Regions from separate parts of the Mus musculus genome. Here regions 1, 2 and 4 are each linked to region 3. Evidence: chromatin contacts called from public Micro-C and promoter capture Hi-C data. All regions are on one chromosome and are shown on one strand. The core of a region is the stretch at or near the end of the contact, and the rest is flanking DNA. Distances in the headings are between cores, read along the strand shown.

Region 1 (2,700 bases), core at 129-2,628, 470 kb after region 3:
GTCTATGAAAGGGACAATCCACGAGCCTAATAAATGTACTAAGTTAGCACAGTGTAGTTGACAAGATGGCTCAGCCAGCAAAAGGTCCAAGTGTTTGTCGCCAAGATCTGAATTCCAGCCCCAGATCCCACTGCGGAAAAAACCAACTCCAAAACCTGTTCCCTGATCTCCATTCCTGTGTCATGGCACACATATCACACGTGCATGTGCATGCGCCCCCCCCCAATAAAATAAAAATAAAGTTATTACAATAGGATACCATCTTACAGGGCTGGAGGGATGACTCAGCAGTTAAGAGCACTGACTGTTCTTCTGAAGGTCCTGAGTTCAAATCCCAGCAACCACATGGTGGCTCATAACCATTCGGTAATGATATCTGCCCTTTTCTGAGGTGTCTGAAGACAGCTACAGTGTACTTACATATTATAAATAAATAAACCTTTAAAAAATACCATCTTACATACATCATTTAGATACATATTAGGAAAAATAAACTAAACAATACCAAATATGGGGATGGTTATAAGGGACACTAGAACCTTTATATATTGCTGTCAGGAACTATAAATTGGACGCGACCACCCCAAAACATTATAGAATTAAGTATGGCTCAGCATTCTATCCTGAGGTGGATAACTTAAAGAGAAACCATCAGTATCTATCTATCAAGAGACAATTGCCAGGATATTCATTACGGTGTACTTTGTGGTGCTTGAAATACTGGAAGTAATCCAGGCATCCTTTACTAGGGAAATAGAATCTATCCAGGGTGACGCTGAGCACCATTCAGGAGTGAAAAGTCATATAGCATGGATGACCTAAAAAACCCAATGCTCAGTTTAAAAACTTCTCTCTTTTAAAAAATCACAACATGATTCATGAATCCAAAGTCAACATATATTTTAAGGTAACAGGATAATTTAAGTAAGAGGGTCTGAAAAAAATTAATGCAAAGGAGGGTGTGCCAAGAGCAGATCGGAATTGAGAACGAAAACTAAGGGAGGAAGATGCCAAAAGAGGGGGGTCCGCAGTACCTAGAGTGAGGCAGCGTCAACTCCATTCTGTGCAGCCAGGGTTCCAAATAGCCCAAACTGAAGGAAAGTTGCAAGGAAGGACCCGCAGGGGAGCAGCCCCTTCCCCACTGCCCAGGCAGTGCGTCCCTGACAACCCGGCCGTCCTCACTAGCCCTGCTCACCTGGCACCAGCTCGGGCCGTGGGTCCCGGGACCGCCATGACCCGGGATGCAAGCGACGAGGCGACCGAGCAAGCCCGGTGTCCTCCCCGGGCAGAGTCCTCAGAGCTCGGGGCCCCGCCCTAGGAGGAAAGGGGTGGGACTCTGGCGACCACAGAGACGCGCTAGATAGAGAAGACGGCTCCGGCGCTGTGGCCGTTCCCGGAAGCGCAGCCTTTCCTGAAGAACAAGAGAGTAGCAAGAGGTTATAGAGCTGGCCGGGTGGCCAGAGCGTCCCCTGTGGGGCTGGGAGGTTTCTTTTGCCAACTGGTAGTTCCGAGTGTAACTTTCTCCCAGAGAAGACAGCGTGATCTGTTTTTTAAAAAATTAATTAATTTAAAAAATACATATTTATTTAGTGAGCTATGTGTGTGTTCACGCGAACTGTGAACCAGGGCGTAAGTGTCAGAGAACAACTTTGAGGAGTCAATTTTCTCCTTCCATCATGAGGGCTCCCGAGGAGCCAACTCAGGTTGTCAGGATTGGCGAGAAAAGCCTTCATCGGGTGAGCTGGCTCCCTGGTCCCAGCACGATTTACAAGATTTTCTTGAAAATGTATTTTATGTATAGGAATGTTTTGCCTGCATGTATGAGTACCACGTGAGTGCCTGGTGCCTGCAGAGTCCAGAAGAGGGCATTGGAGTCCCTGGAACTCTAGTTACAGACCCAGGGCTTCTGAAAGAGCAGCCAGTGCTTGTAACCACAGAGCCATCTCTCCAGGACGTCCCATCTCTCCCCAGCGTGATTTTGTTTGTTTGTTTTTTGTTTGTTTTTCGAAACGGGGTTTCTCTGTGTAGCCTTGGCTGTCCTGGAACTCACTTTGTAGACCAGGCTGGCCTCGAACTCAGAAATCCGCCTGCCTCTGTCTCCCAAGTGCTGGGATTAAAGGCATGCGCCATCATGCCTGGCCAGCGTGACTTTTTTTTTTTTTAAAGATGTATTTATTATATGTAAGTACACTGTAGCTGTCTTCAGACACACCAGAAGAGGGCGTCAGATCTAGTTACGGATGGTTGTGAGCCACCATGTGGTTGCTGGGATTTGAACTCTGGACCTTTGGAAAAGCAGTCGGGTACTCTTACCCACTGAGCCATCTCACCAGCCCCAGCATGATCATTTAAGTCGGGTAGATGTGACTTAGTGGTAAACGACTTGCGTGTCATACATAAGGCCCCAGCACTACAGAAATAAACATATAAATCAGTTTTCCAGACATATATGGCAGCTCAACCCTGTAATTCTGGACCTGAGGCAGTAGAGCAGGAGGATCAAGAGTTCCAGATATGCCTCAGATACATAGAAAGCGCTGAGTTCATGATTAGCCTGGACAACAGGAGACCTGCCTCAAGGGGAAAAAAAAAAAAAAAGGGTAGAGGATCCTCACTTTACATTTGCAGTTTTCAACACTACTGATTTATAGTGGGTTTCTGGTTTGGTTTGGTTTAGATTGCAGCTGTTTTGGTTCTTTT
Region 2 (2,700 bases), core at 191-2,690, 380 kb before region 3:
CATGGAGCCCTGGCTTTGACGTCTAGGACTACATGAGCTGGGCATAGGATCTATAACCGCGGCACTCAGGAAATCATCCTATGCTGCACACGGAGGCCAGCCTAGGCTCCGAGAGATGCTGCCCTGAGGCAGAACAAAAGGGTCCAAGTCCAGGCATCTGAAAAGGAGCCCTCAAACCAAAACCATCAGAAAAGGTTGCTTCGTAGCTGCCCCAGCCTTCTGCAGTAGGAGAAACCTTTTCCTGCCGTTTTTTTTTTTAACAAGGACCTTTGACCTAGTTCAGGAAGGTCGGAGATGGAGGCGGGGGTGGGGGGGGTGGTGGTGGTGCGGTGTGTGTGTGTGTCGATTGTGAGTGAAGAAACATTTTCCTTTTCTAGGGAGGTTCTAAGTCACATCACTCCCTTTGCTGCCAAGTTCATCTTTATCCAAGAATCCCCGTGTTCCTGGGCCCTGAAACCAGGTCTCTGTCCCCTCCTGCACTGGGAAATATAAAGAGCTTCCTGCTTCCCTCAGTGCAAACACCAACCCAACTCTGAAGGAGGCAGAAAAGCCAGAGAAGTGACAGGGTCAGGGTCAGCAAGGAGCCCCGCTTCTTTCTGTGACCTCCACAGGCCCGGGGCCAAGGCCCTTTTCTAGGGATGAATAAACTCTGTTTTCTGAAAAGGAATGTTTGGCAAGGAAATGTCTTGATTTGTGTGTGTGTGGAGGGGGGGGGTACTGTGGTGGTGGTGGTGTAAAAGCAGGAAGGAAATTAAATTTGCCACAAGTGGAAGTGGTAAGAGCCTATAGCTCTGATGCTAGCTGGTGCCCAGGGCTGTGGCTACAGTGGTTACCCAGCCTCAACTCACAGCCGATCTACACAGATTTTTACTGCCATGCTCCATTGGAATTGCAGCCGCTAGGATCAGGATGGAGTGAGTGGAGAGGCTTCAAAAGCGGGAAAGGGATGAGGTAAATTCATAGTGATGGGGAATCTCTCTCTCTCTCTCTCTCTCTCTCTCTCTCTCTCTCTCTCTCTCTCCTGTCTGTCTGTCTGTCTGTCTGTCTGTCTGTCTGTCTGTCTGTGAATGTGAACTGATTGTAGCCAAAGTATAAAATTCAGAAGGTGGTTGGACACCCAGGTGTGTCGGTGCGAGATTGGTGTAGCGAGGAGGGGTTTTGACAAAGACCTGGAGAGCTTGGGGCACCGGAAGTGGGACTGAAAAGGTGGCTGGCTCAGACCCAAGACCCAGAGCCCACAGGTTTTAAGAATAAGCAAAGCCTTGGCAGGAACCCAAAAGGAGGAGGCATGGGGCAATGCTGGGTACCCGGGGCCTCTCGGTGGGGGCACCGTGCTCCTTCAGGGATTGGAGGTGGGTGTCAGCCGACTGGGTGGGGGAAGATGGGGCGGGGAGGAAACCAGCCAGCCGCGGGGAAAGAAAGTCCAACCTCCCCTCCCCTGGCTTTCGTAGTCGGTGCTGGAGAAGTTGACAGTTGACCCAGGCTGGGCACCGATAAGGCGGCTCCAGGGCTTCAAGAGACAGGTAGGAAGGCAAGCGGGCGCCTTGGGCAGGGCACGCCCCGGGCATCTGAAGGCCTCTGCCCCGCCTGGCTCCTGTAGGTAGTGGTTGGCGTGGAAGTGAGAGACCATGGGAGATCTGGCTGTGAGGTGGCTGCGTGAGCACTGAGGAGGGTCTCAGCTCTACATCTGGAGCCCGGGGTGGGGAGTGGCGGGTAATCGGGTCCCCGCAGTCCAGCTGCTCTTCTCCTGGAACAGCATACCCCCCCCCCCGCCCCCGCCTCCTCTGTACTGCCCGGGTGAAGCCTGCAGAGCCAGCGCACTTCCTGGCGATGTTCCAGGCCACAGCCAGCACCTGCCAGGCACCCAGGGCCCCCGTAGGAACCGCGCCTCAGTGCCCCTGGGGTCACAGGGCACCAGCCCAGGTCAGGTTTGGAAGAGTCATCCTGACCCGCACGGGTGGCCTTAGGTTGAAGGAAGGAACATTATCAAGCTTTCCGGACTTTGGAATCGCAGACACACTAGGTCGCAGGTCTGGGCAGCGCCTGCAGTAGTGACTGGAGCTCTTGAGTTCTTCAGTCTCCCTCTGGTCACGTTCATCATTCAGGCTAGTCCGCCCGCCCGCCTCCCAGTCCCGTCATCAGTCAGTCCTTGATCTCTGCTGCCCCCAGCATCCCCACATCTCAAGTGCGCACTAGACCCCCTTCCAACCTTCTCCCCAGCAGTCTGTGATTAGAATGACTTGCTGACTGTGACAAATTAGCCAGGGCTTACATCCATGCGTATGCTGGTGTAAACTTTGCTGAACGTGGCTTTTGAACGCGATATTTCATACCTATAAAACGACTGCAAGTTGTTTTATTGTAAAAAGAATTCAGAACATCAGTTAGAATTACAGATTTTAACATTAACATACCTGTCAGCGCTTGTTTAATGTCCTGTACTGAACTGCACACTGCTTACGTGTCTCTGATACAGAAACATGTGCACACACGCGAGCACACCCCGCACTATGCAGACACCTAATGTGCGCATGCTCATAAGAGTGCTATGCCCGCACATGTGCACACCCTACACACAACTCTGGGTTCAAGCGGGCGTACTCTCCTTGTGAAGACTGAAGGAGGTGATCCTGTGCAGGCAAGGGTTGGCTTTTTGGTTTTAAAACAGGAAGAGAGAGAGAGAGAGAGAGAGAGAGAGAG
Region 3 (2,700 bases), core at 26-2,525:
CCCAAAGACCTGCTCAAGAGCCTTCAGGCATTCTGCGGTCGTTATGGCGGCGTTGTTGGTCTTGAGGATGCGGATGACGTCAGCAGCGGGGCCTCTCAAACTCTCCATCAACCGCCGTCTCTTTTCTATATCCGACACCTGCCATTCCTCTATGATTTCATTTGAGTGCTCCAGCCAGGAATCAAAGGTTTCCTCGCCAGGCCCGGGAATGTCCTTCCCGGAGAATAACGTCAGCTTCTTATACCATATGGACTCAACAAGAGGTTGAATAACATTATCCAAAATATAGTTGAGCATCTCTGCTGGCATTTCCGGGCCTGGAGCTGGAGCAGGGTTCTGAAACCCAAGCACACGAGCAACATCTTGCACGGTCCACCCTTCCCTAGCTAGAAAGAGGTGCAGCCTTTCCAAAAAAACTGCGTCGGAAGTGGGGGGTTTAAACACCACTTTCCAGAGCCCTCCTTTGCCTGGCATCTCCCTGGGTATCAGGGAGTAATCCACTGCCCCAGTGAGCTCTAACAAGGCTGCTTTAGCATTTTCTTCCCTCCAGAACATTCTCCCCAGCACTCGATAGGATACCTGGGGCATCGCAGCTTGGAGGGTCTCTTCAATTTCGGTCTCATCACAGTTCACAGGGATCCCCCAGACCAACAGAGCTCTCTGAGAGTTCACATCCATTCCCCTGCACCAGTCTTCCAATAGTGTCATAGCCATTTCACCCAACTATTAAAAGTGCCAGTTCTACAGACACTGCTTGGACTGGCTCACGAGGCTATAGGGCCTAGGACAATACAACATGCTCTCCTCCCCCGGTAGGCCAGGGGGCGACAAGCTTCAGGCAACCACAATTACCAAAAGACACCAGAGTTCCTTCTTGTCCCTTCCGGGTCCCAAGTCAGGGTCGGGAGCCACGGGACACTCCGCCTATCACTCGAATGTCGCCCCCTTTGGTCCGGGCAGGGAGGGCTGAACTGGCTGCAGCTGTGTCTGGCGTCACCGCTTAAAGAGAGGGAGCAAGGTGGGCTCAAGACTGATGACTCCGGGCGGGAGATGGCTGGGTGCGGTCGCGGGGCGTGGCAGCTCCTCCCACCTCTCCCCGGCACGCCGGCGGGCTGAGGGTCACGCGAGGCCGTGGCTTGGCTACGTGGGGAGAGGCGGCACTCCGAGCACCGGGAACCCAAGCGGCAGGAAGCACGGGATGGGGGAGAAACTCGGCTGGAGGCAGCTCTGCCTAGCGCTTATGTCCGCGCGCTCCCGCAACGGCCGGCGTGCAGCTGCAGTGGAGGGCGGAACCGGTCCGCTTGTCTCCCCCAGTGTCACCGTGACAACTGTGTCCATGACGACGCGAGATACGCGGGCTCCAGAGGATCTGGCGGTTGCTATGGTGCCAAGAAGGGGTTTGAGGAGTCTATTCTATGACGGCGCATTTCTTTTTACACCCCCCCCCCCGCCTTCCCTGATTCTTTCTTAGCTATTGCTACGCATGCTTTATTTAATTTTGCCGTGGATTTAAGCTGGCTTTATTGATACGCATCTACCACGACGGACTTATCTCATATTGCTCATCCATTCTATGAATTCAGTCTTTAACTCTGACTTCCGGGAACCACCTGATCCCACTCTGCAACTACTTGGTTCCTCCCCACAAAACTAGGAAAGAGAATTCCATCTACTGGTTCCTGTGAGTGTCTGACTTGGCTTTCTTGTTTAAAGTGTGTGTGTGTGTGTGTGTGTGTGTGTGTGTGTGTGTGTACACAAAACCCCGTGACTACTTACCTTTGTAGCCAGGCAAACTGCAAACATATTGCCTTCTTATCCTTACTGAGTATACAAGATAGCAAAACAGAATGTTTATGGCCCCGAAAAGGCGGGTAAGTTCTCTTCAAGCAAAACAAGGCCTATCAGTCCCAGACGGCAAAAACACCCCTATAAGAATGTGGTATTCAACAATGAATTTTTTTTAAAACCTTATTTAATAAAAGGTCTTAAGATACAGAACATTCAAAAGTAAATAAGTTACATAGGTACATTACAATCACAGCAAGATTCTCTTTAGTGTATTAATTTTTTTTTTATAAAAAGCACACAAAAAATAAAATTTTCAGTCTGGTCTATCACAACTGTACACAAAGAGGTAATATTTATATTTATATATATATATATATGTACACTATTTTAATATGTAACAGTCTTTTTTAAAAAGAGTGCCACAGGCAACAAACACATGAAAGGCAGTGTCTGACCATTTTGTTTCAAAATAAAAGGAATATACTTACTTTATGCTATTAAAATATTTGTACACTAATTACAGACTGTCAAGGCTGTTCTGTGCTCCATCCTCTCCAGCAAGGCCTTTAACGTAAGAGACAAATGAGGAAAAGTTCTAACAGCTGCAATTTTTTTTTTTTTGAGGCAACAAACACAGCCAAATGTGGGTTAGACACAACTGTTTTTATATAAAAATATGCATACTTCCTGTAAAAACCTAAGGGGTTAGGCTTTGCCAGTCTAGTAATAAATAATAACCCAGAACAGTGAGCCCCAATAAAAACATTTCAACAGCTGAGGCTTGAGTACTATTGCACTCTTCCTCCTCTGTCTTTAACATCTGGCACATGAGAAGAAAGAGGTTGGGTGACTGAGGCAGTTAAATATAGGCAATCCCTTTAGACATCATGAGCACAGGGCCTCTGTGCCGGG
Region 4 (2,819 bases), core at 6-2,505, 360 kb before region 3:
ACCCAGAATGCAGATTTACTGTGGTGAAGAGAAGAGACCTTAGGAGACTGAGGATCTGAGCATGGTGATACATGGTGACACATGCCTATGAATTCTAGAACATTATCCTGACTTAAGACAAAACCTACCACACTACCAAACTCCTCAAGGGGACCTGGATGTTTACATTTGTGATCAGCCGTAGATGTGTCTACAGTGAGGGAAGCTTGTTTGACAATGGTGGCTAGTAGGCTTTTAGGCTTTTGGTGATGTGTGGCTGCCAAGCTGATCTCCCAGACACCACCCACGGCCACAGGCCTCTTTTGCTCTCTGCTGCATGTGGCTAAGAATATGTTCCATATTCTGGAGGCATCTCTCCAGAAGCCCGGCTGTCCCCCCCCAGCCTGTCTGTATTCCTTTCACTGACCAGGCTGCAGATCTGTTCTAACTCGTTGGTTTGGAGTCACATAGTGAGTGTCTCATGACTGGGAGCACTGGAGTTAGTTGGCTTAGGCTTTTCTCACCCTGGCTTGTTCTGCCCAAGGGTTAAGTGAATAGGATATATTGTGGGGACAAAGGCTGTCTGCTAACCATTCTGTCTGCCTCATTTTCTGAGGGGAGGACACGGCTGTGGGGCCAGGGCAGCAGACAGCACTCAGGTTTTTGCTGTGTGCCTGGTGGTAGGGACAGTGCTGCAAGAGCCTGCAGAGAGAAGGGGGGTAATTGTAGGATGAGAGAGTGGAATCAAATTCTTAACAATCACCAGACACTCGTAGGATATTGAGGGTGGCACGCGGGCTTGGGCCTCCGTGTAGTCTTAGAACTTTGAAGATTCATCACGTTCTCGGGTGGAAACCAGGAAAGATGGGGATATAGGAGACAGATGCAAGCTGGGAGGTTGGTGGAACCCAGTAGCAATAGGAAGATGGCAATGGCTTACTGACTTCCGGTTTCCCTAGGACTGACCCTACTGATCTTTCCTGCCAATCTGGGCCCATATAGCTGTCATTGGCTTTGCAGTTCCAGACAGTAGGGCAGGAAGTTAAATGTGGAGCCGTCGATGGTCTAGCCAGAAATAGGAAAGCCTGGAAAAGGCTGTGCACTGGGCATAGGCCGCAGATAAGGGTCACAGGAGGGCCTGTGAGAGGCTGCAGCGAGAGCTGCCTCAGCCCTTTCTCTCCTTGTCCTGCAGCGCCAGCCGCACAGTCCAGGGACCTAGGCAAGGACTGCATCGACCAGCCGGAGCTGGCCAACTGTGCGTTGATCCTGCAGGCCCAGCTCTGTGGCAATGAATATTACTCCAGCTTCTGCTGTGCCAGCTGCTCCCGCTTCCAGCCAAATGCCCAGCCTGTGTGGCAGCAGGGATGAAGGCTGGCTGTGGCGCCAGGTCTGGATAGTTTGCTGGGGAGAAGGGATGGTAAGACATGGCTTGCAGAGGGAGTCGTCTTTCAGATCCTGCCCCTCTCAGAAATCCAGGGTTGAGCCCCAGCAGCTGCCAGTGCCGGCTTCCCTTGTAGTGCTCAGCAGGGTCTGTCTGATATGACCACAGGCTGCTGTGAAGAAGAGGAACCCTTTACACCTCCCCTCTATAGTATCTACTGCACCGAGGACCTTTTATCTGAAATGCTTTGGACCAAAGTGTTTTAAGCTATTAAGTATTTGTAGACTTTACTAATTGAACGTCCCTAACCTAAAGTTCTGAAATGCTCCGAAGCTTCAAAGACCCAATCGCCATGTCAGCTTTCAAAACTGTCCGGGTTTCGAAGCACGTTTGATTTTGGGTGAGAGGTGCTCAATTTGTACAGAGAATCCACTTAGCGCACTGCAGAGCCAGCTGGGTGGGGTGTCTGTGATGGCAGGGGGACGGTAACTGCTCAGTCAGACAAGGATTCCTGCTAGAATCCAGGTCTGTGTGTGGGGAGAGGTGAGCAGTCATTCAGGCTGTCCATCTTCCTGGGCAGTGGCAGTGGCACAGCTGCCTTCACCACCATCAGTGTGTGAAGCTCACAGTGTAATGCCAGGGAAAAGCACTCAGCAAGGTGGAGGCCATAGGCTGCGATGCAGGGGTGTGGGATGGAAAAGCCAGACAGCCTGAAAAGGTCCACTCCTTACACAGCTCACTGGCCTGCTCTGAGTAGTGAAGAGTCATGCTTCCTTAAGTAGGAATCTGTGGAGCTTATCTGTTGCTAGAGAAACTCAGACTATGCTGCAAACAGTGGCTGGGAGCTGGTGAGATGGCTCAGTGGTTAAGGCACTCACTGGCAAGCCTGATGGCTGGAATGTGCTCTCTGGAACCTCCCTGGTGGGTGGCAGAACTGACTCAGGCCAGCCGCCCTGACTGCACGCACGGAAGCACAGCTGTAAAGTCCGTAGAACAGCAGCTGCGAATGGTGCTGCAATGGTGCTGCAAGCCTACAATCCCAGGGCTCGAGAGGCTGAAGCAGGAGAGCTACAGTGTGAGGCAGTCTGGGCCACAGTGAGATCCTGCCTCAGAGTAAACAACCCATAGAACCCAGCATCAGCGGATGTGACGTGACACCCAGGGCAGTGATTTTAGTAGTCTGAGCTGCAGGAAGGCATTCATCTTTTACAATCTCCGATTTCTTAATGCTCTAGGAAGAGGCCTGGATTTAATGAGCTTCCAGGGCTCGTCCCACTTTTTCTCTGACTCCTCTGGAAGACTGTCTAGTAACACAGGTTACTATGGGAGCAAAGTTCTGACACTTGCTGGAACACAAAGCTCCCTGTGTGAGTGGTGTCTCAGGAATATCTAGGTTCCAGGCATTTTTGTTGCAGGTGGGAGTAGGGGCTGAATGGGGGGGGGGGTGAGGGATGAAATG

What was found. Promoter capture Hi-C pulls out the DNA fragments that hold promoters and counts their contacts. A called contact is a pair of places that touch in the nucleus more often than the background predicts.
Region 1: a contact with region 3 is called in a Micro-C map of the G1E-ER4 cell line. The contact joins the promoter of Abcd4 here to the promoter of Pnma1 in region 3. A contact is called at or near these places in 2 of 39 promoter capture datasets (pre-B cells and stem cell-derived epiblast-like cells) and 1 of 484 Hi-C or Micro-C datasets (the G1E-ER4 cell line).
Region 2: a promoter capture Hi-C map of liver shows a contact between it and region 3, with 2.5 times the contacts expected there. The contact joins the promoter of Papln here to the promoter of Pnma1 in region 3. A contact is called at or near these places in 5 of 39 promoter capture datasets (the C10 cell line, liver, neural stem cells and 1 more) and 1 of 9 other capture datasets (adipose tissue).
Region 4: a promoter capture Hi-C map of liver shows a contact between it and region 3, with 2.3 times the contacts expected there. The contact joins the enhancer-like site here to the promoter of Pnma1 in region 3. A contact is called at or near these places in 5 of 39 promoter capture datasets (cranial neural crest, frontonasal cranial neural crest, liver and 1 more), 1 of 484 Hi-C or Micro-C datasets (liver) and 1 of 9 other capture datasets (liver).

The regions. Positions count from the first base shown.
Region 1 is chr12:84,616,088-84,618,787 of GRCm38.p6, forward strand. It overlaps Abcd4 (ATP-binding cassette, sub-family D (ALD), member 4), which reads right to left and starts at 1,379. Exons shown (of 19, transcript NM_008992.2): 1 at 1,196-1,379. The coding sequence starts at 1,233.
Region 2 is chr12:83,762,194-83,764,893 of GRCm38.p6, forward strand. Papln (papilin, proteoglycan-like sulfated glycoprotein) reads left to right here and starts at 1,441. Exons shown (of 27, transcript NM_130887.3): 1 at 1,441-1,523.
Region 3 is chr12:84,147,214-84,149,913 of GRCm38.p6, forward strand. It overlaps Pnma1 (paraneoplastic antigen MA1), which reads right to left and starts at 1,276. Exons shown (of 1, transcript NM_027438.3): 1 at 1-1,276. The coding sequence starts at 714. Mideas (mitotic deacetylase associated SANT domain protein) reads right to left here. Exons shown (of 13, transcript NM_001163501.1): 13 at 1,955-2,700.
Region 4 is chr12:83,790,661-83,793,479 of GRCm38.p6, forward strand. Papln (papilin, proteoglycan-like sulfated glycoprotein) reads left to right here. Exons shown (of 27, transcript NM_130887.3): 27 at 1,172-1,724. The coding sequence ends at 1,347. Among named protein-coding and RNA genes, the nearest start is that of Papln, 28 kb to the left of the region's middle. Within about 2 kb of position 1,256, at least 31 of the 459 cell types and tissues checked have an H3K27ac peak or open chromatin away from gene starts, as enhancers often do. A contact at or near this core is called in liver, where this site is marked.